Linked DNA regions of Mus musculus: region 2 is linked to region 1. The links are chromatin contacts, called in public Hi-C maps. All regions are on one chromosome and are shown on one strand. Each heading gives the region's core, a stretch centred on a gene start, on an enhancer-like site or on the middle of the called end of the contact. The rest is flanking DNA. Distances are from core to core; before and after follow the strand shown. Region 1 has its middle 59 kb from the start of Gm31482. Region 2 overlaps Rapgef5 (Rap guanine nucleotide exchange factor (GEF) 5).

What was found. A called contact is a pair of places that touch in the nucleus more often than the background predicts.
Region 2: a Hi-C map of Th1 cells shows a contact between it and region 1, with 3 times the contacts expected there. The contact joins two enhancer-like sites. A contact is called at or near these places in 1 of 39 promoter capture datasets (embryonic stem cells), 1 of 15 datasets of contacts at CTCF or cohesin (pro-B cells), 19 of 484 Hi-C or Micro-C datasets (the AML12 cell line, Th1 cells, bone marrow-derived macrophages and 9 more) and 1 of 115 datasets of contacts at active chromatin or transcription factors (embryonic stem cells).

Annotation. Positions count from the first base shown.
Region 1 is chr12:117,404,685-117,409,748 of GRCm38.p6, reverse strand. No RefSeq gene overlaps it. Among named protein-coding and RNA genes, the nearest start is that of Gm31482, 59 kb to the left of the region's middle. Within about 2 kb of position 2,743, at least 10 of the 459 cell types and tissues checked have an H3K27ac peak or open chromatin away from gene starts, as enhancers often do. A contact at or near this core is called in Th1 cells, where this site is marked.
Region 2 is chr12:117,564,270-117,569,333 of GRCm38.p6, reverse strand. The region is part of intron 1 of Rapgef5 (Rap guanine nucleotide exchange factor (GEF) 5); the gene reads right to left. Among named protein-coding and RNA genes, the nearest start is that of Rapgef5, 33 kb to the right of the region's middle. Within about 2 kb of position 2,868, at least 30 of the 459 cell types and tissues checked have an H3K27ac peak or open chromatin away from gene starts, as enhancers often do. A contact at or near this core is called in Th1 cells, where this site is marked.

The DNA of each region.
Region 1 (5,064 bases), core at 1,494-3,993:
TTGAGTGTTCTCCCAAGGTCAGGCTTCGAGTGGTCCTCAGAGTTCTACCTGCAGGTACCTCATTAAGTAGCTTTGAAGAGAGAGTTTCTAGTTGCCCAAACTGTCTTTGCTCTTCATACCCTCTTTCTGAGGGGGTTCTCAATGTAGAGCTTGGGATAGGAATCTCATTCATATAACTCATTGGAAGTATGCTTCAGGAGCAGGGCTACGAATAGACTTGTGAGCTACAGCACAGCTCTGGTTATATCTGGATATGAGAGATAATAATATTTGGCACAGGAATTACTAACCTACCTCAAGGAATGAGCCTGGCTTTTGTCTGAGCCATAGTGAGTGATAGATGAACCTGAGGACTAGTGCCCCCATGCTCTCATGCAGTTCAGTTATTGGCCAGTGTGCTCTGGATTAGGAGGAGGGGGCTGCTTATAAGCAAGTGAGGTTGATCCCACTAGACCAAGGGCAACTCTCCAGGGGAGAGACTGGGTGGCTGCAAGCAGCACAATACCCTCTCAAAAATCCTTCTTACTGGCCAACCTCTGGCTGCTAGGAGGTACCTAACAGAGATGCTCCTGTTGTGCCTGTTTATCGCAAAAGACCAGCAAAGAGCCAACTCCGATGCGACCATACTAGGGTCTCTTTATTCAAGCTCGAGCTTGGGCCACAAAAAGTCCAGTAGGAAGCTAGAAATGGATGGAAACCGTCAGGGCCGGAGTCATCAACCTGCATCACACAGATCATTTCTTGTCACAACGACACAATGCCTAGGAAGCAACAACCTCAAGGAAGGTTCATGGTTGTTGAGATTTCAGGCCATGGTCACATAGAACCATTGTCCCTGGGCTGTGATGACACAGAACATTACTTTAGGAAGCACGAGGGTAACAGGACAGTTCACTTCATGGCAGCCAGGAAGCAGAGAGTGTGAAGGGACCAGGGACAAGGGATATCCTTTACAGGCATGCTGCCAGTAAATGACCCACTCCTTTCAAATAGCATCAGATCATGTATATGTCAGCTGATTAATCTATTGATTAAGTCAAAGCCTGAGTGATCCAATCACTTGCTAAAAGCTCTATCTCTCAACACTGTGCGGGGGATGAAGCCTTTAAGACATGCATTTTAGGAGAGGTCTCATAGCTAAGCTTGTAACACATTCAGCTAGCAGGAAAGGGATAACTTTGCCCCTGTCCAGGTGATGGTGTCATCTCAGAATCTCAGGCACCCTCCCTACCCCTGACATTGTTGGCTATCACCAGCCAGAGCTAAAGCTGTATGGTTGATCATGCTCTTTGGAAGTGACTTCTGGGCTCAGAGTTTGAAAATGGCAAGCTGTCTTTGGAGCTTCCCAGGGGCTCCTCTTTGTGAAGGTCCTGAGTGTCCTGCTGTGAAATAACTCAGCTTTCTGAAAATCTACTTGCTTGTGGAAACACCAGGAATTCTGCAGGAAGTGCTGAACAGGATATCCACCATGCCCAGAAGAGAGGTCAGGAAGGCAAGGGGCAATCAGCTGAGAGGAGGCCCCTCTCCAACATCTTTACCAGCCAGCCCCAACACTTTGGTTTTTTTAAGTCCTCTATTACCAGTTTCTTCAAGATTAAAATAGAGAGACAGAGACAGAGAGACAAAGAGGGAGGGGAGAAGGGGAAGGGGAAGGGGAAGGGAAAGAAGAAGAAGAAGAAGAAGAAGAAGAAGAAGAAGAAGAAGAAGAAGAAGAAGAAGAAGAAGAAGAAGAAGAAGAAGAAGAAGAAAAGTTGAAAGATAAACTAGACTCAGGAGGGGTGACCCTCACTGCTGTTCAGTCTCTCACCAATGTACTGCTTACATCACCCCCGCCTTCTAACTTAAAAAAAAAAATTGAGGAGACCTAAAGCAGCACCAGCTTATCCGGAAGTGACTGAAGGAGAATAAGGAAGAAACAACCAATTATTACACACAGATTTGTTGATTTACTTAGCAATTTATTAAAAGCACTGCTTGTTCTGCATAGCTTCATCGGTACCTGGATCTGAATGATCGGGAGAAATAGCTGAGACAATGGTCGTTGCCCTTAACAACCTGATGAATGACATGTCAGCTCCTGTTACTTGCCCTCCCTGCTCCATCTTGTGAGTTTAGAGTATAAATCAAGAATACAAACTGGACCCAGGATGGAAGGCGTTTGGAAACCATCCTGGCTTTGGTCTACCAGTGGCATCGTTCTTTCACTCTCACTGGGGTCAAGAAAGATTACTGGAATAAGACTACATGTAGGAATCCTCGGTGACCAAAGGGTCCTCCTGATAGACTCAGGGCTCTTGTTTTCCCAAGGAGAACTGCTAATCAATTCAGTACCCACCATGGAGGAGAAGGATCACAGTGAACCCTGCTCAACCAGGCATTTGGAGAAAAATCATCTCACATGCTGCAGTCACCAGAGTTGTCTGTCCCTGTGTCTGTGTATTTTCGTTCTATGTGAGGATAAGGGGACACAAAACACCTTTACTTTCTCCCCAACCATTGAAGCATAAAAGGGAGAGGGGTAGGAACTACTCATAAGAGGAATTTGATAGGCTCTGAGTGAGTTCCCGTCCTCAGCATATTCTAAAAGAATTAACACCACCACTACACCTCTTGACAGTTGTCCTCTCCCGCACGTTCTTAGTCTTAGAGCGGAAGTGACTCATCCACCAACCACCCTAGTTAAGAAGGTTGCTTTGCCCCATCCCCAGAGTTCTGATTCAAAAGGGATCTGAGAGTTACACTTTTGAGGTTTCCCAGCTCACTCTGAGAGCCACGGTTCCAGGACCAGGACGAAGCAGAGCAGTAGAGTAATAACTCAGCATGTGTATCACTCAAGAGCCTGCTGTACCTACTGAAGTACAACACGATAACCTCCGTGGTTTGTCTAAGTCTTGAGAGTGTACCCGAAGCCAACTAAAGTACAAGGGGATGAAGCTTAGGTCATCCTCTGGGCAGTCTGGTTTGGATACAGATTAAAAAGGCACTCCTATTGAGAAGATGCCCCCATAAGATCTGACCGAAGGCAAGACTATAAGGCAGTCGTGGTATCAAATCTTAATGCTGTGACCCTTTTAATACAGCTCTTCATGTTGTGCTGATCCCCAACCATAAAATTACTTCCATTGCTACTTCATAATTGTAATTTTGTTACTGTTATGAATTATAACGTGGGTCGTATGGCCCCGGCCAAAGTGTTCTCCTTGAGGAATCAGCCATGCGACAGGCCTAGTGCAAAAGGAAGTTTATTGGGGGAAGGGAGTTAGGGAGCAGATCAAGGACCTGGAAATGGGTAGAGGCAGGGAAAGGGGGACAGAGAAGGACAGAAAGAGAGAGGAGAGGGGAGTATAGAAAGAGGGGAAGAGGCTAGTCGGAGACATATAGGAAGAGGAGGGAGGAGTAGATGGAGAGAGAGACATACACACAGAGAGACATAGAGAGACATGGGCACATAGAAAGATGGAAAGACAGAGAGATAGAGCTTGGTAATGAGTGGTCTTCTTATATGCCAGGCTCCTTGCTCCTGGTGCATACCTGGCAGGCAGCTGTTGCTAGGCAACTGTTGGGCAAAGCCTAGAGGAATTCTTAACAGTATCACCCTGGGCTGGGTCCTGGGTTCTATAAGAAAGCAAGTTGAGCAAATTGTGGGGGAGGAAGGAGCTAATAAGCAGCACCATGGCCTCTGTATCAGCTCCTGTGCCTTGTGTGAGTTCCTGCCCTGACTCCCTTCAATGATGGACTACGATGTGGAAGTGTAAACCAAATAAACCCATTCCACCCCAAGTTGCTTTGGTCATGGTGCTTATCACAGCAATAGAAACCCTAAATAAAACACCTCTACGGGATATTCTAATTTCTAATGTCTGCTTAGGAAATCTAACTGGAAAGGGGCTGGCACACTGTTGCCACTGTGGGGTGTCCCTGTACCTGGGCAGTGGTAGCAACCATGCCTAGCCTTTCAGCAAAATGGAAGGGACAGGGAGATGGAGTGGTTGAAGAGATGTGTCCCAAACCAGGCCCCAAGGACCTTGCCTTGTTTCTGCCCCTTTTGAGTTCACTTAGCATGGTGACCTGAGCCTGTCACCTGCTTCTACTCTCTGGTATAGGACAGAAGGTTCTTTGGTTCTCATTATCATCTCTCAAAGCTTAAGCTTCCCCTCTGGGATGCTTACTCTCAGAAGAACCCTCTCAGACCTGTCCCAGGGAGTTGCCTGCTACCTCTGGTGCTGGACCCCTAGGGTGTTCACAGTCCCCCTCTCCCAGTCTCTCAGGTATCCAGTCAGTTATTTTCAATTCAACACACACCCTTGCTCAAGACCTAGCCAGTTTTCATTTGACCCTGTTCTCCTAGGGTTCTGCCTTGCATTAACCATCATGACTCCTCTGTCCACTCTCATTCAGAGTGCATCCGGTCAAGGCAAGTGGGCACTCTCCCTCTCTCAGTGGGCACCAACATTTCTCTCTAGTCAATGGCTATTTGTACTTCCTCTATGGGTGTCTGTTTGCAGGCTCACACGAGATCCTCAGCAACAGAGAGCATCCTATCCTTACACCTGCTTAGCTTTCCCAGGCAGATTCTGGAAGGCTCTTCCCTCCATCTTAAAGGCTGCTTCGTACAGAGGTAGATGACATCTGTCTTACCTATGTAGACTGTCTTTCTACACAGGTGAGGATGGAAGTCTCACGGATAATCACTATCTACTAATTGACTATTACTTGTTTCTTGGCCACTGAACTCAAACATGAGGGCGTGATCCTGCTCTGAGGGACCTAAATCTGAACTTACACGCAGAGCTTCCCAAGGTTGTGTTGATGGCAGGTCCAGTTTGATATGAGGGCTCCTCAGTCACATGGTATTTTTTTTTAAACACTTAGAAAGGCACACAAACCAGAGCACATTTTGCTGTGCATTCACAACATAATATTTTTCAAAGGGAGAAATATATAGGTAGAACAAGTGTAAAACTGAGAAAATCCTATGAATAACTTTATCTATGTGAGTAACTTACGTCAGGGCTGACCTGGGCCACCTCCCCTGGCAATGGCATGTGCCTAATCAGTTTATGA
Region 2 (5,064 bases), core at 1,619-4,118, 160 kb before region 1:
ATGCAGAGCCCTCGGAACAGCAGAACGAAATCATGGAAATGCCAGGAATCCTACAGTGATGTCAATAAACAGCAATCTGATAAGCAAGTGAGTATGAGTAGACAGGACACACCTTCCTCCCAGAACAATTCCAATGGCTGAATGTAATCATAAGAAGCCAGAAGAAAAAGTGCCCCTAAGGCAAACTCCACGGTGGCAGAGCGGCAGCCAATACCTATGAGAGAATGCTAAAGTGAATGGAAACTGTAATAAGACACAGGGTCCTCGCCTTCTGTGTACAAATATCTCCCTACAAGACAATAAGTGCATGGGGAAACAGTTTGGAGTGCATCTGGGAGATCCCCCTTAACCATGTGATAAAAACAACAACAGATCAGGTGACAAGATGATATCATCTTATGAATGGAGAAAACAGTATTTCTATCAAAATGCATATCTGAATTTTACGAGATGCTATCAGACAACTTCAAGTTGAAGGGTGTTCTTTAAGATATCTGGTCTGCAATCTTATAAAGATAACAAGTTTATGAAGAGACAAAGAAATGAAAACACTGGAGAAGACGCCCAAGCTGACCTTAAGCTCTTCATCCTTCTCCTTAGCCTTCCAGTGCTGGGATTGCAGCTGTGTACCACCACACTCAGCATGAAACTCCCAAACGCTGGAGTTATCTTAAACTGCAGTTAATGTTCTCCTTCTTCCCTACAGATGCAGTCTCAAGAAAACATCCAGATATTATTTCCAAATTCAACACTTATTTCTTGATAAAAGCTGCACTTCCCTTACTATTGGCCAGTCCTCACACCTGAACAGATCCATCCCCTGGCTTTCTTGCCCATGTGGACCCCTGGCACCTTCACACACATCAGATTAAACCCCTTCAACATCTTCTTATACGTTATCTTTAACAAGAAAGACAACAAATATATTTTTCAGCTTACCCCTGCCCCTGCCTGTATGCTCCTGGCTGGACAGTGCTCCCTGTAACCCAGCAGTCCATACACTCCTTATCTCACTATACCAAGTCTTCTTATAGTCTTACATTAAAAAATGTGTATATTATATATGTGTACATGTATATATTATATACATATATGTATACATGCATACATGTATATATATATAAATTATAATGTAACCCCAATATGTACTGACAATAAATAATTTATTTTTATAAGAGTTCCTTAGTATCCATATAATTTTATCATTTTTTAAAAAAGAAAGCCAATTTCCATACTAACGAGATAGCTGTAGCAGCTGATTATTTTTATACAAAGAATCAGGGGCTGGAGAGATTGCTCAGTGGTTAGAGCATTTACTGCTATTTCTGGAGGACCTGATTTTATACCTAGCACTCACATTGGACAGCTCACAACCCACCTGTACCTCTAGCTCCAGGGGATTTGATATCTTCTTCTGGCCTCCATGGGCACCTATACACATGTGCCATACACACACACACACACACACACACACACACACACACACACACACACAATTTATTTTAAGAATGAAATACTTGGCTAAATATTTGATGTTGCAGTTTTAGCATGTCTTCAATGTTTTTCATAATTAATAGATAGGTTAATTTTATAAATGTCAATGCTGAGGACACTATTTTGCATAAATCTATAGCATAAAATGGCAGGTGTATGTTTAGGACCACTTCAGAAAATGTTGGAAATTCCATCCTCATCCCAAGCCAAACTCACGGAACAACTTTTTATGGAACTCAAGTCAACAACCTAGACCACCATTTTTTAAAAATCAAATGTTCTAATGAATTACAGTTCCCACATCTACCAAGTAGATGAATGCCGAGGAATGGCGATAGGAAAACGTTAAGGTTCTTGTTTTCCATAACTAAATTATTGTGTTTCTGTAAGAGCAGTAAATTTTATATGTACAGTAAGAACACTTTAATCAAAATATGCAACAGTCTCAAACCTGAGTTTAGGTATTCAGCGTTTGTCAGTGTGCATGATGAGATGCTGTGGGTATGTTCAAAACCAAGATGCACAGACAGGCACTGCAAACACTCTGGAATCATCCCGCATTTGGTGCGTGTGTGTACACATGTGTGCATGTGCCTGTGCCTATGCCTGTGTGTGTTTGACTGTGGCAGAGTGATGGCATTGCACATCTGTGCACACGAGATCAACCTGCAGTGTTATGTCTCAGAAGCCATCCACTGTGTTATTTACAACATAGCCTCTTGCTGGGAACTGAAGCTCATTGCTTAGGCTAGACTAGCAGCCCAACAAGTCCAGGCATCCAACCATCTGCTTCTCCAGTGTCAGTGCAAGCCACCATGCCTGCCTTCGTATTTGGATACCAGGGATCCAAGTTATGTTCTCATGCTTGCATGAGTATTTGACTGATGGAGCTATCTCTCAATGCCTCTTTATACATTTTTATTTTGAATCAAATTTTGGTTGCTGCCCATTCAGAAATCCTTCATAGCTGTTTGATTCATTATCACCCTTGGCCTTAAGGCTAACAACCATGACCCCTTAGGGTATCACAACCCCAGTTAAAGAAGCCTGAGACTATGGCACAGGTGAGAAGTGGAGGCAGGAGGAACAGGAATTCGAGACCAATCTCAGTTATATAGTGAATTCAGGGTCAGCTTGAGATAGACAAGAACCTGTATCAAAAGTGAAACAAAACCGTGGGGGTGGGGTGGGGGAGGACTAGAGAACACTGATGAGAAGAACTAAATATGTAAGAAGAAAACTGTGTCTCAAAATCTGTGTCACCTAGAACGAGTCACACATATTTAAATTTTCACATAGTTCACGTGACAATGCATTCGGTTCTTATATGCTTAAATCTCCCTTCTGAATCTCTAAGTGCTTCCAGAGAACTCTGGACTTCAGATACTCATTTGCATTTGGGCTTCCTCTTACTATGCAAATCTGAAAGACATAGGTCTCCCCCTTGATCACACTTCCAAATGCCCCAATGCCCACAGATGTACTGTGTGTGGTTAGCTTATACTGACTACATACTTGTATAAGGGAATACCTCCCTTTGTTTGGTTGTTGTCTTTTCTTTCCTATACACACACCTTCTCGAAAGGCATCCATGCACAGTACTTAAGAACAAGAACAGAGCCCAGCATTCACAATGCTTGCATTCAAAGTACAGCCACAGCCCTAAGAAGTTGTGGTCTGGACAAGTAAGTTATTATCTCCTTTGTTTCACTGGGTCTACCCTTTTAAGTGAGTAAAATAAAATATACTTATTAGGCTGTTATAAAAAATAAATTACTGGGCTGGTGATATGGCTCAGCAGGTAAGAACACTGACTACTCTTCCAAAGGTCCTGAGTTAAAATCCCAGCAAGTACATGGTGGCTCACAACCACCTATAATGAGATATGACATCCTCTTCTGGTGTGTCAGCTACAGTGTACTTATGTATAATAATAAATAAATCTTTGGGCCAGAGCAAGCAGGGACTGAGCAAGCAGAGTTGACCGGAGTGAGTGGGGTTAATTGGACAGAGCAGAGGTCCTAAATACAATTCCCAACAACCACATGAAGTCTCACAACCAGCTATGCAGCCACAGTGTACTCATATACATAAAATAAATCTCTAAAATAAATAAATAAATTACTTAAAGTAGTGATTTTCAAATTTCTTTATTTCCTAGAGAGTGTCATGAAATACCCCTGGGCTCCCATCCAGTTTTGTGTTTGGTGGGTTTAGGGTAGAACCTGAGAATCTGAATTTTAATGAGTTCTCAGAGTGGGCTGATGCTGGAGGAGATCAGGACACTACACCCTAAGGGCCACAGACTGTAAATTACACAGACAGTTTAGAATAGTGCCTGATGGACAACTGGAGTATTACTGGCCTTTACTACCATCCCTGTGCAGCACTCAGCAAGCTTTCCCACAGGGAGGCACAGGAATGTGGACCCACGTAAACTTCTCAAGGGACAGAAATCCTTTTCCCTAGGACATAGCAGAGGACTCCACATGGCAAGACAGAATCATCTGAGGCCTTCCTGGCCATAAGGGGAAAGAAGACGAGGAGAACATCCCTCTTTCCGCACCATCTCCAAGACTTTCACGTCAAGCATCTTTTAGACATAGCAATTTGTTCATGCGCCAGTCTCATTTCTCATACTCAGGTGTCTAGGAGAATTAACACAGACTCTCACTGGTGTTGGGTGGTTGGAACCAAGGCCTTCTCCATGAGCATGAAGTTCTATGAGCTTTGTCACGTGACACCACCAGTGTTTAAATGCTAGGTACAGCTGATTTTTATATAAACAAATGTTTTACCTGGATGGTGGCATGAGGAAAATCCTGCCACCTACTCAAACCTATCTCCTACTTATGCCTTGGTCTCGTCCTGGGTGCCCCAAGTCTTTTAATTACTTTTTTACTTTAGAATTCAAGAGGATCAGAACCAGGCAAGGTGGTGTACACCTATAATCCCAACATGCAGGAGGCTGAGGCAAGAGAAATCATTAGTTCAAGACAAACCCATACAGAGAGATTCTAACTGGTTAGATTCTCTAACTGTTTTATATACAGAGACACCTATCAGAAGTATCAAATGCAAACTCTTCCATGTGTACTCTTAGGTTCTACCCCCATAGAAAGTCAGTTTTCTGGCTCTCTGATGTCTGTTATGTTTCTGTCAACCCTGGGCAAGTCTAGTTCAAAGCAAAACATTGTTCCCAGAGACAGTGAGAGTACACCACATCATTGGGTCTTTAACAATGACTATGAGGAGCAGAGATTCCTTCTCCCTGGATACTGATGAAACTCTGAGCTGGCTTGTCTTTCACTTACTTTGTAGCCCTTGATTAGCTAGCATTTGACCCTGCAGACTTGTGAAGTTTTCTTCTGGGTCCCATCATACACACACACACACACACACACACACACACACACACACACACACACACACCTCTCGCATGACCTTCCTTCAACAGCTCCCTTCACAGCCACATCAGCCTCTGTCACTCCCTTCTATGTTTCCAAGCACGAGTCAGAATGTTCTCCGCATCTCTCACTGTATTTCCTTTATACATTCCCAGGTACGGAC